2 separate regions of the Mus musculus genome follow, and region 2 is linked to region 1. A link is a contact called in public promoter capture Hi-C data. All regions are on one chromosome and are shown on one strand. The core of a region is the stretch at or near the end of the contact, and the rest is flanking DNA. Distances in the headings are between cores, read along the strand shown.

Region 1 (5,758 bases), core at 2,893-5,392:
CAAAAGAAGTGGATGTAAAGTTCTTTCAGTTTGCACAATGTTCTTAAAGATCACATATTATTATACCACATATTAGTACTTCATTTTTTTATCATTGAATACTACTCCCTTGGTTTTTTTTTAAAGTTTTATTTATTTTTTATATGTAAGTACACTGTAGCTGTCTGCAGACACACCAGAAGAGGGCATCGGATCCCATTATAGATGTTTGTGAGTCACCATGTGGTTGCTGGCACTGAACTCAGGACTTCTGGAAGAGCAGTCAGTGCTCTTAACTGCTGATCCATCTCTCCAGCCCCCTCTCTTGGGTGTTTTGCCATGTTAAATTTCTTTTTTTTTTCTGTCTCACAGAATTTTACATTAATTTATTTCTTCGTCTCAGTGTCACCTATGCTTAATATGTAATGATAATGAAGTGAAATATTCTGTTTGGTGATTGTTTATATATATACACATACATATTTCTTATTGGTTATTTTATTTACATTTCAAATGTTATTCCCCTTCCTGGTTTCCCCTCTGCAAGCCCCCTACCCCACCCTCCCTTCCCCTGCTTCTGTGAGGGAGCTCCCCCACCCATCCATCCACTCCTGCCTCACCTCCCTAGCATTCTCCTCCATTGGGGTATTGAGTCTCCACAGGACCAAGGGTCTCCCCTCCCATTGATGCCAGATAAGGCCATTCTTTGCTACATATGCAGACATGTAGCTTTCCATGTGTACTCTTTGGATAGTGGTTTAGTCTCTGTTATCTAACAACTCATAAGGCATTGGTATTTCATCACCTTTCGGAGTACTATCTATAATGCCATACTGAACATTTTTACTTGAGTTTCCATTTGCTTGAGCAGAATGAGAATCTAGAAACGAAAATACTGGACCATGTGTTCAACTTTTCTTTTTCATCTGTTTTATCTTTCTACCAGCAGTGGAGGACAATTCCAATTATTTCACAAACTCACCAACAATTACTTCTTGTGTTTTGTATTTATGATTGTAGCAGCCCTCATGGTTTAAAGTGGTACCTCACTGTGCATTTGATTTGAATTCTCCTAATCTGAATGATGTTCAGCATCTCTTTACAACATTGTTAGTTATATATATGTATATTAAACAAATATCTGCTTAAACATTTCTCTCATTTGTAGAACAGTTTTGAAATTTTTCTTAGTTCCCTGAAAATTTTATACAATGTGTTTTATTCATATTAACCTCCCTTCCCATTTGCTTCTCCTTCTCTACTCTCCCAACTTTACATCCACTTCTTTTGCTCATTGTAAAAATTAGGCTATTTGATTGTGTCACCATAAAGGTTTTTTATGTATTATGAATATTAGAACCTTGTGGGATATTTTAAAATATTTTCCTATTGAGTACACTGATTTGTCTGAGTTTCTGGTAGCCTTCAGGTGTACATATTCTGAAGGAATTTGATTGGTCTCATTATTTATTTATTTATTTATTTATTTATTTATTTATTATTTAAGCTGCTTCCATCTCATTGTATTTAAGGAGCGTGGGCCAAATCCAAAACCAGGGATATGCATGCTAAGGTCTCCAAGAGCTGTACAGTTATAGATCTTATTCTTAGATCTTTAGTCTAACTTGATTTTTGTGTATTGCACGAAGTAGGAGTCTACAGTCATTCTTTTATGTTTCAGCAATATTAATTGAAATGGTTTTCTTTTCTCATTGATAATATTTCTGCCCTTCCTCCCACCCCAAAAGTGTATTTTCCAGAGGAACAGAACCAATAGCATTCAGTTATAAGAAGGTTCATTGGATTAGCATATATAATTATATGCAGAGATAAATCCACAATGACCAACTGCAGACTGAAACAAATATCAGTTTAGTTCAAGAAACTGGAAGCCTCAGAACAAAGAAAAGAGGCCAAAAGTATCGTGGCAGTCTGAAGCTGCAGACCTGGAATTCTGCTAGAGAGGCATGGTGGAAGTTCATGTTCAAAGGCGGACAAAGTGATGGACCCTATGGACAATAATCTGCAAGAAATGTCATGGATAAAGAATGATTATGTCCTGGCCTGTATAATGAGTAGCACCATGTATGGAACCCACTTTCTGCTTGTGAGATGGAATGTTGGGATGTTTCATAGCTTGGGCTGAGGCTTCTTTAACTGTTGTTTTACTTTCTCTTCATCCCCAAATGAAAGACAGGGGAGACACCAGTACATAAAATAAAGGAGGACAGATTGGCTTTGGTTCCATGATTGGTACCACCTACAGTTTCAAGTTAACACCGGGGATCTTAAAACACATCCCTATGGAAATGAAGGTATTGAAATCACACACACGCTCATCCGGAATGATGGTAGACATGCCCCTGTAGAGTAGGTTATCATCAAGTCTTCAAACTTTAGATGCATTTTACTACTGAAGCCTTGTCGTGGGATTTTTAATGTTGGAGGATTATTGATCACTAATTTAATACCTTTACTTTCGCTTGCCTATTTATGGTTCCTGATTTTGAAGAGAAGCACAAAGAATCTCAATGGTGCTTTATAAGAGAGACAATTTATTTTAAAAATACAGCCAAAAATTTGTTTAGGGCCTTACGAGGTATTAGTTTGCATTTTCATTGATCAGTTCAATTGGAAAATTGCCAAATATTCACTTAGTGTCTATATGACTCACATACACAAACACAGCTCCTGGATATCAAGTAGGTTGTATTTTAAAATTAAAGGAGAAATTGTAGTCATTTTCTGAACCTTTTTCTCATTGTTGAGTGACCTGAGTGGATAGAGCCCTGCTGGGAACACAAAGAGGACTCCCATTACAGAACACCCCTGAGTGTGTCTCTGGAAAGGTAGCATACTGTACACTTGAGCACTAAAGAGAAAAGTCCTACACACGAAGCAGGCTGGGAGGCTTTCAGAGGAGTAGGCAGAGAAGACTAACAATCCTAGGTAGGGAACATTGAATGTGTGGGAAAGTGTGTGGCTACAGCCGATGTCCAGCATCCAAAGGAAGCAGGTGAGATGAGCTTGGGAGAAGTGAGGCCTTTCCCAGCAAGTGCTGCTGAAAAGGAAGCAGTCACATAAGCGCAGCTTGACCTGCCCTGGGAAAGGCTGCTCTCTCTGTTGGATTGCTGCTGTAATTGTCCCTTTAGTCAGCTGCCACTCTGGGTCTCATTTTGCTTTCTCTCTGTGGTTTCAGTTTAATGTTATTTCATGCTAAACTCAAAGGTGATGTCGCTTTCTAATCTCCCCCCAAAAGATACAGGATTAGCTGAGATGAGGCAATGGAAACCAAGGCAGGATCCCTCCTTCTCCTGGAGGGCCTGTTTGTCCAAAGAACAGAGAATAGAATAAGAAAAAAACAGCGAGTCAGCCAGGCAGTCGGATCCCAAAGCTCCACCCAGCTCCATTCTTCATAGAAAGCCCAACTTACTTCGAAACAAACCCAGGTTTTGTCATTTGGGAGTGAGATATTATTAAATTTCAGAAAATATTCGTTCCACTGCTGGGCATGAAGTGAGGAATTGTAAGTGATGCACATGCAAGTTTGAATGGTATCTTTTCCTCCAACCTCAATAGTTTAGAGGGATGTGAGACCTAAGTACCCAAAATACAGAGCAGTGTCTCTGTCTTCCAGCCACTGAAAAGGGTGCTCTTCGATCCTTGCATTATTCTGGGAATACATCTGACCCAGGCGGTGCAAAGACCAGGGAAGGGTACTCTGGGTTTTGTTCACTTCCACCTGATACTCAAGTCAAGGCTGACCAGGCAGGTGCCTCGATTAGTCTCCTGAGAATTGATGGGGAAAAGTGAAGTTGCTTGTCCCACTAGAGAAAAGAGCTGAGCTTTATAGGATCCTTCAGGAAGTTTTCAGTTGAGAAATGGTCCTGGGTCTAGAATTAGGCAAGAGAGAACAAACGAAGGGGAAAGTGCTCGGTGTGACTGACAGCCAATGTGGAAGTGAACTGGGAGCAAGCTTCTGCCCAGACCGAGCAAGACACTTGGGAAAAAGGCAGCATCGCCTCCGCCCTCCTCCACCCTGCCATCTGTGCGGTACCTGTTCACCCTGTCCCCTCTCCACCATCGGGGGCTCTGGAGCCTGCCCAGCGGCCACAGGTTCCCCAGCCCCGCCCCGCCCCGCCCCGGGGCTCTGGGCTCTACACAGAGCTCCTTCAAGCCCGGGCGGCGTGCCGAGATCCGGGCGGTGGGAAGGATGGCTAAGGTCCGGGAACTGGAGGAAGCTTTCGTGCAGGAGCAGCCTTCGCCCCAACTTCCCTCCGAGATCGCGGAGGAGTGCTGCGCGCAGCTGCTTGGCAAGGGCTTGCTGGTCTACCCTGAGGACAGTGCTTACCTGCTGGCTGAAACAGCCGCGGGCGCTCGGAGCAGCGGTGAGAAAGGCGGAGATCCCGGGCTGCAGGTGGGAGTTAAATCAGGTGAGTGCTCCACTCTCCCGGCTGCGGTGCTGAGTCCTAAGGGTGTCCAAGAATAAAAACGAAGCACTCTGAATACACATAAAGTAGGATGCTCTGTCGGAACCATTTCGTTTCAGCAGGAACACTGTTAACTATGAGGGTTTTGCTCAACTCCTTCCTTGCTCCTCCTTGGGTGCAAAGCAAGGTGGGTGTGGAGGTCTCTGGACTGATCCGCGTGTTCCCTTGTTCTTTGTCATTCCTTACACTCGCCCTCAGAAATGCAGTTAAACAACGGCAACTTTTCCTCGGAAGAAGAGGATGCGGACACCCAGGAGAGCAAGACCAAAGCAGCCGACCCACAGCTCTCTCAGAAGAAGAGCATCACGCAGATGATGAAGGATAAGAAGAAGCAGACTCAGCTCACCCTGCAGTGGTAAGCTGGTCCTGTCACCCGCACTGGCTGACGTCCACCAGCCCCTGTCTCTAAGACCCTGGCTTTCCTCAACTTGCTTCTCCTTAAAACTTCCACAAGTTTAAAAGACCCACGACAAATGCACCTGTTTTCTTGCACTGCATATGCACACAGAGACCTATTCTGACCCTGACGAAAAGCTAAAGCCACAGGTTCTTCACATGTAAGCTGTGATGAATTTTTCTGTGATTGTTTGCTGAACATAAAATATATTTCTTTGATATTTTTATGTTTTCGAGATATGATCCTTCAGAACAGCGAAAAATGGAAGGCGTTTAACTCTGTTTTAATCCATAGGAGGGCAGGTACTGTGTCAGTCAAAACAGATGGATTGAGTTAAAAGTACAAAACAGAAAAAAAAAATCACTCAAGCAGTCATGATTAAATAATTTTCAGTTTTTACAGCATAGTGCATACATGATTTAATATAGTAAAACACCACAAATTAACTTTTTGCCCCAAGTCTTTTAAAATTGAGAAATAATCAGTAGGTCTTCTACATATGAAGTGTGTTTTATAATACTTTCTGCAAACGAAAAAGATACTTAAATAAGAACGTGTCATTAAGAACAGTTGCATAATGTGAAGCATTTGGGGGACAAGATTTCCCCCCAATTCCAAGTAATAAAGACTATTTACTGGTAAGTTATATTCTCTCTCTCTCCCTCTCTCTCTCCTATATTATTATCTAAGAATTAGAAAAATAAAATCTATAAATACTTGTAAACTGCATTTTTGTTTTAAACATTAAGTTCTAATTTTTATAGCCTGACGTTCTGAACGTATATGCTTGAACCCTTTCAATGTCTGAAATAGAAAATAAATATGCCTGTAAAGTTACATTTTAATAGATAAAGTTTGCTGTCATGATTACTACTTGAATATACCCCAAAAC
Region 2 (6,030 bases), core at 3,071-5,570, 91 kb after region 1:
GATTTTCCATGGTGTGGGGAATGATAAGGGACTGTGTGTTTAATATTTTCAGTATCTAAGTGATTGACAGCTATAATAATTTGAAAAATCTAAAATATTGTATACTATAGGTTGTGTTAAAAATTGGCCATTAAATTGTCCTTGGAATGTATATCCTATGGCGTCTTGACATTTTGCTGGTAACCCAGTACTGGTAGGTGCCCTCTTAAAAAGTCTACTGCTTAGCAAGCTCTGTTTTAATCTGATGAGTCAGAGCTGGGAAGCCCAAAGCCTCAATACTCAGCTTACCTTTGAAGAACCACTTAGAAATGGTAGGTATTGGCCAGTAAAAGACATATACACAATAACTTTCTAGAGAATGCTGCAAAATTTAGCAGACTAAACAGACTGTCCCATACTAAAACTTAAATTGGAAAGAAATAAAAGAAAATATTTGAAGACTGTGTCTGTGGAGGTAAATGAATAAATTCAGAATGTGGGAAGCCCTCACATCTGAAAGACTAGTGGACTGGCTGGATGGGTGAGCCCTCAGGGCAAGGTTAAACAAAGCTCTAGAGTGATGCCAAGGAATATGCGAGTGCTTGAGCCTTCAAGGTTTGTATATCTTCTTTCAAAGGAGAGTGAAGCTAAGTAGGGACTCTAGTTTTATTCATTAACTTTGAAAGACTAAAGACTAAAAATTCCAAATTTTAGCATGAAAAATGTATGATTACAGAGCATAGCCATTAGGTGTTTCTACTCAGACAGCGATTGACTACCCTGTCCATTCACCAGCTGCAATGTGATGATAGGGCCCAATTTATCCTCATGACACTAACAAATTCATAGTAGGCTCAATTTCGAGAGTATAATTTCTTTTTTTATGTTTTATAAATTTTATAAGGAAAATACGGCAATCCAAAAACCATCATGCCACAAAATTAACCAAACACCAAGGTCTATATGAGCTTCTATAAATCTAGGATAGCCACATGGAAAGAAAGCTATGGAGCTTGATAGTGGATTTTACATTTGTAAATACGTAAAGATCACTGTGCATTTTGGCAACTTGGAACTACTCACATCTTGTACAGGGTATGTTCATATGAGCAGGGCTGGCATTCTCTGCTCCCATAGTGGCTAGCATAAACTCTGAACGCCCTTCCTAAGCTGTAGCAAAAGTCAGAATGGAATTTCAGGATTCATATCACATCCCTGTAACTTCACCTTCAACCATGTACTGTATTTCCGTTCCCTTTCAACAGCTGAAGGTGTTTTGGCATAAAACACAGCACAGTTTTTGCTGCTCCACCGAATTCAGCAACAGCCTTACTAGCTAAATCCCCACGCATGACTCTTGTATGTCATTGTATACAATTGTCACTCAGTTGCTGCTAAATTTGATCTGTCTCAAGAGAGCTGTTAGAACTGGGGTAAATAGATGCCTCCCATTGCACAGTCACCTCATTTCTAGGATTCCTAGAAACAAGTGTTTCCTTGTACACATGATAGAAGCTAGCATCTCTTCAGAACTGCATTGTCTGAAATCTCTCTCTCCTCAAAGAACATCTGCAGCTAGCTTTGTCAAATAGTCAGGTCAGATCAAAGTCGAGCTTTGAGAGCCAGACTCTTCTGGAGAAGAGTACAGCTGGCGGAGAACAATCAGGTGGCCAGCGAGGCACAGCTGATGGGTTCCCGTGCTCTCTCACGTCTGATAACATTCATTTCACACATGTTGATAAGAGGGAGAAAAGTACCTGAACCAGAGAAAGACTAATGATAGGATATTTCAAATATGATCGCACAAAATCTAGAGAAATAAACCAAAGCCCCTAAGAAGTAAGAAGATTTTTTTGTGATCTTCCAAAACTCAGGAGAAGCAGTTTGTCTGTGGCTCAAGAATGCACCAGAGATCTATCACTTTTGGAGGAACATTTAGCTAGGAGACTAGTAGCAGGTTCAGAAGCACTGGTACACCCCAGGGGCCATTTTAGCTCATGGGAATTGTAAATTAATAATGTTAAAGATATGAGCACTCACTGTGATAGTCAGCATTCCAGAAAGAACTGCTTTCTGAACGGACTATAAACTGTGAAAGAAAATTTGTTACTCTGCACATTTCTCATAGAAATCCATGCATTGCCAAGGTAATCGCCACTCCTTCATCCTTCCTTCCCTGTGCTCTGCAGTTCTCCTTCAAACTCAAGCACATGGTTGAGCTCATGGTTCCACAGGTTCTGACTCATACATTGTCTAGTGTGTTTCTGCACCAGAGATTATATAATACTTTTAAAACATATTTGACAATTGTTATACCAGACAAGTATGAGTTCCTATTACTAAATCAAAATTAAAATATAATTTTTTTTCTTAAGCATGAGCAAGGACCAAATTTTATTTAAAAATTTGCTTGTTTTTAAAGGTTTGTTTCTATTTTAATTTGTATGTGTGTGTGTGTGTGTGTGTGTGTGTGTGTTTGCGTGTATACGTGTGCCCACTTGAGTATACACATGTGGCTTGCTAAAACTATCTGAACTTCCACTCCTGGATTATCTGCTGTCTTCAGCCTCTATAGGTACCTGCCTGCATGGGCACATGCCCACATACATATGTATTCCATATAATTAAGGTAAAATGATAAAAAGTGAATTTAAAAGAGGAATAAGAAACTTGTGTGCTCACTTCAGCAGTGTACTGGAAGCCCACTGAATGTCTGCTGTGTACCTGGGTCTGTGTGCAGTATGCTTTATGTTCTACCTCAGTAGACCCATGAGTTGGTAGACAATCTCATCTCCGTTTTACAAATAAGAAAACTGTACACTGAAGATAGGTGGTTTACATGTCTAGTGAAAAGAGTTAAAACTAGATCCCTTGACATTAAAGCATGGCTTCTGGGGTTTTGTGCTGCCTAGAACTGAATTTGTGACCTAGTTCCACCTACCCTCTTCTTCCATTGCCTTTTACACCTTACTCATGCTACAGTCGGCTATTATGGACCTATGTAGGAGAAATACCTGATTTGTCCTTCTACTGAAAGTCTTCAAATTATTCAGTAAAGAGAGAAGGAGGAGAAAGAGAAGGAAGGAGGAAAGGGGAAGGAGGGAAGAAAAAGGGAGAGAGAGGCTCTTATCATTGGCAGTTGTTTTCTTAATTTTTTTGTCTGAAATAGACATATATAATGCATGTCAAAACTACAAAACTGCTTTGTAAGGTTCACTATTAAATCAGACATCAATTATTTTTTGTTAATGTTCTGCTCTAGGGCTTAAAGATTAATGCCTCAATTATTTGTCTTCCGAAAGGTGAACTGGTTGCAATAGAAATATACAAGTTTGTTTTGCATCCTAACTACAGACCTATTGGGACATTATTTCATGAAGATTTTGAACAACTTCAAAAGTTTCTGTGATTATTCACAACAGGGCCTCGGGTTCTATAAGTTTGAAGGGTTGCCCAGAGCCTAAGGAGCATCAGGTCCAGGGCCTGGTCTGCATGCAGTGGTTTCTGAAGGCTGATGGGATGATGTGCTCATACAGACCACCTCAGGTTCAGAGCGTGGGGAGGATGGGTGTTGCTCACCTTTCCCTTGCAGCTGCGTCTTTTTTTTTTCCCCCTGAGGCAGGGCCAGCTGACTATCAATACCAAGCCAATGTATTTCATAAGGCACTGGTTTTCCATTAAAAAATATTTTCTTCTTTCCTGAACATTCTACTTGGGTTTGTGAATCCCCTCTACTCACTTCTATAGCTAACACGTCCTGTTAGATTCTTGAGACCACAGAACACATGCAAGAAATATTTCTAATGTTGTGAAACATCCAAATCTGTCTTTACCATCATTATATCCCTTCTTTAATAAACTAATGCTTATAAGCTCCTACACACACAGGATGGAAGGAAGTATCTTTGAAAATGAGCTGCAGATGACTAGACAATTGAACCTACAGTTAATTTTAATTCTATGACAGCCCCCACCCCGAATTCTTCTCCTGAAGAGAATTGTTTCTCCTATCCCTCCTCCTGCTGGCTCTATAGGGAAAACAAAGCCCTAAAATTGGGACTCAGAAGTTAAAAATAAAGGTTACTAGCTTTCCTTTCTTTCTTTCTCTCTCTCTCTCTCTCTCTCTCTCTCTCTCTCTCTCTCTCTCTCTCTCTCTCTCTCTCTTTTCTGTACCTTGAGGTGGGGGAAGAGTTTACCTTTTCACACAACAGATGGTTTTAAATGCAGTGATTACAAAATTCTGACGGTAAAATGGTTTAATTACAAAGTCAATACTGCCTCCAACCTGGGCTGAGCCTTCAGCTTAAAAACAACAGACGGAGTGGGGCAAACCCTAGGACAATGTTTAACCAGAGCTGTGCATAGCCGGGTGCAGTAGGGTTTTCCATGGGCTTCAGTAAGCTATGGAGCACACAATTCTCGGTTCCTCTTTGTTGAATAACCTAGGGAAGAAACAAATATGAAAATAGGTTTACCTTTTTCAGCATGCACAGAAACACAATTCTAATGAGGTCTGCTGGAGTTAAAGTCGGAGCAGGTTTCAGATTTTGGCAAAAACAAATGAATGGAAAAAATGTGGGATATACATAAAAAGAATTTGTCACATGGACAAGTGTACACCATTCTTCAAAAACGGACATTGTATGTTAGTAAATTCTGCTTACAAAAAACAGCTCGTCTTCTTCCCTTAAGTCCCAAATGTAAATTCAAATACTGGTAAGTGATTTGATTGCTAAGCAACTGGAAAGCATTTTTGTTTTTAAATCACACAAGAAGGGAAGATTTAAGTTTATTTTCCTTATAAACAGCACATATTTTTCTGAAACAGAAGAGATGAGAGACTTTTAAAAATTAAAGATTAAAAAAAAATTAAAGATTAAATGTCTAAAATTTAAGTAATTTAAATTAACTGTACAATAAAATAAAATTAAACTATTTGATGAAAATGTCCCTATACTTCACTATACAGATGTAAGCCAGTCATGAAAATCAGTGTAAAATACGTGCCCTTTCCTTAAGGAGGGATATTCTTGCGTCCTAGCTGCTGAACATGGGCAATTACAAGATAGTTTGGGTCACTGGGCTAAGCAGGTGTGGGAGGGTCTGAGTAGTTAAGTAAAACAAACATTTCTGATGGTCTTATCTCTGAGCTTTCTGGTCTTAATAAATGTCACCAGGATAACCCAAAACAACTCTTCTCGCGGCGCTATGGGGAATTAAACCCAGAAGCACTTGGCAGTTTCTAATCTGTTTAGTTGTTCTGGAGGAGAATGTCGCTTTTAGTAGGAAGTGGCTAGCTACAATTCTGTAAAGCTTTGGGTACTGAAATTAAACGTGGACAATAAAATAAAATAATTGGAAACAAATTCAATCTTCCAAAATGGAAAATGAAAACCACAGTTTATAAAATACATTAAATCAAAGAAAGTAAATGTTTAAATTATAATCATTATATATTAACATAAATTTTAGAATACTAATGTATAATTGTGTGAATATCAATAAGACTTAGATAAGTTTGCTAATTAGTCTCCTTTTATGCCACATGTTGTCTAAAATTTCCTAACACAAAGTCAGATTCTCTTATTTGTGAAAATCTCAAATATTATTGAGAAAAACTATGGACTCTTCCATGACAAAATCTTGAAAAGTTATTCCATGAAATTCATTCATGAACCTGCTTTTATTTTTCGCTGTCACAAGTCTTCTCTATTGGCCACCATTCTAATGTATCATTGCCCTGAAAATATAGATAAAAAAATGACATCTTCCATTAGCATATAGCGTAATGACTTTTTACAAGTTAATACCCTAGTACAACCAGCCTTATAGCCAAAAAGCAAATATGGCTAGCACCCCAAAACTAAAAGATTCCACTCCTTTCTAATCACTGTCAGCTCATAACAACCTGACATTATGAAAAAAAGAAGATTATTTTTGCTAATTTATACATTTATATATTTAAATGACACTATTCCATTTTAACACTAAACAATCTGGCTTCTCCACATCAACCATTTGCTTTTGAGTTTTCGATGTTCCTTCTGTTTT

What was found. Promoter capture Hi-C pulls out the DNA fragments that hold promoters and counts their contacts.
Region 2: a promoter capture Hi-C map of liver shows a contact between it and region 1, with 3 times the contacts expected there. The contact joins the enhancer-like site here to the promoter of Rfx6 in region 1. A contact is called at or near these places in 3 of 39 promoter capture datasets (liver and stem cell-derived epiblast-like cells), 21 of 484 Hi-C or Micro-C datasets (the AML12 cell line, the HL-1 cell line, cortical neurons and 7 more), 2 of 115 datasets of contacts at active chromatin or transcription factors (a beta-TC-6 cell line and extraembryonic endoderm stem cells) and 2 of 9 other capture datasets (adipose tissue and pancreatic islet).

What each region holds. Positions count from the first base shown.
Region 1 is chr10:51,673,618-51,679,375 of GRCm38.p6, forward strand. Rfx6 (regulatory factor X, 6) reads left to right here and starts at 4,143. Exons shown (of 19, transcript NM_001159389.1): 1 at 4,143-4,412; 2 at 4,668-4,824. The coding sequence starts at 4,193.
Region 2 is chr10:51,764,326-51,770,355 of GRCm38.p6, forward strand. No RefSeq gene overlaps it. Among named protein-coding and RNA genes, the nearest start is that of Rfx6, 90 kb to the left of the region's middle. Within about 2 kb of position 4,321, at least 11 of the 459 cell types and tissues checked have an H3K27ac peak or open chromatin away from gene starts, as enhancers often do. A contact at or near this core is called in liver and pancreatic islet, where this site is marked.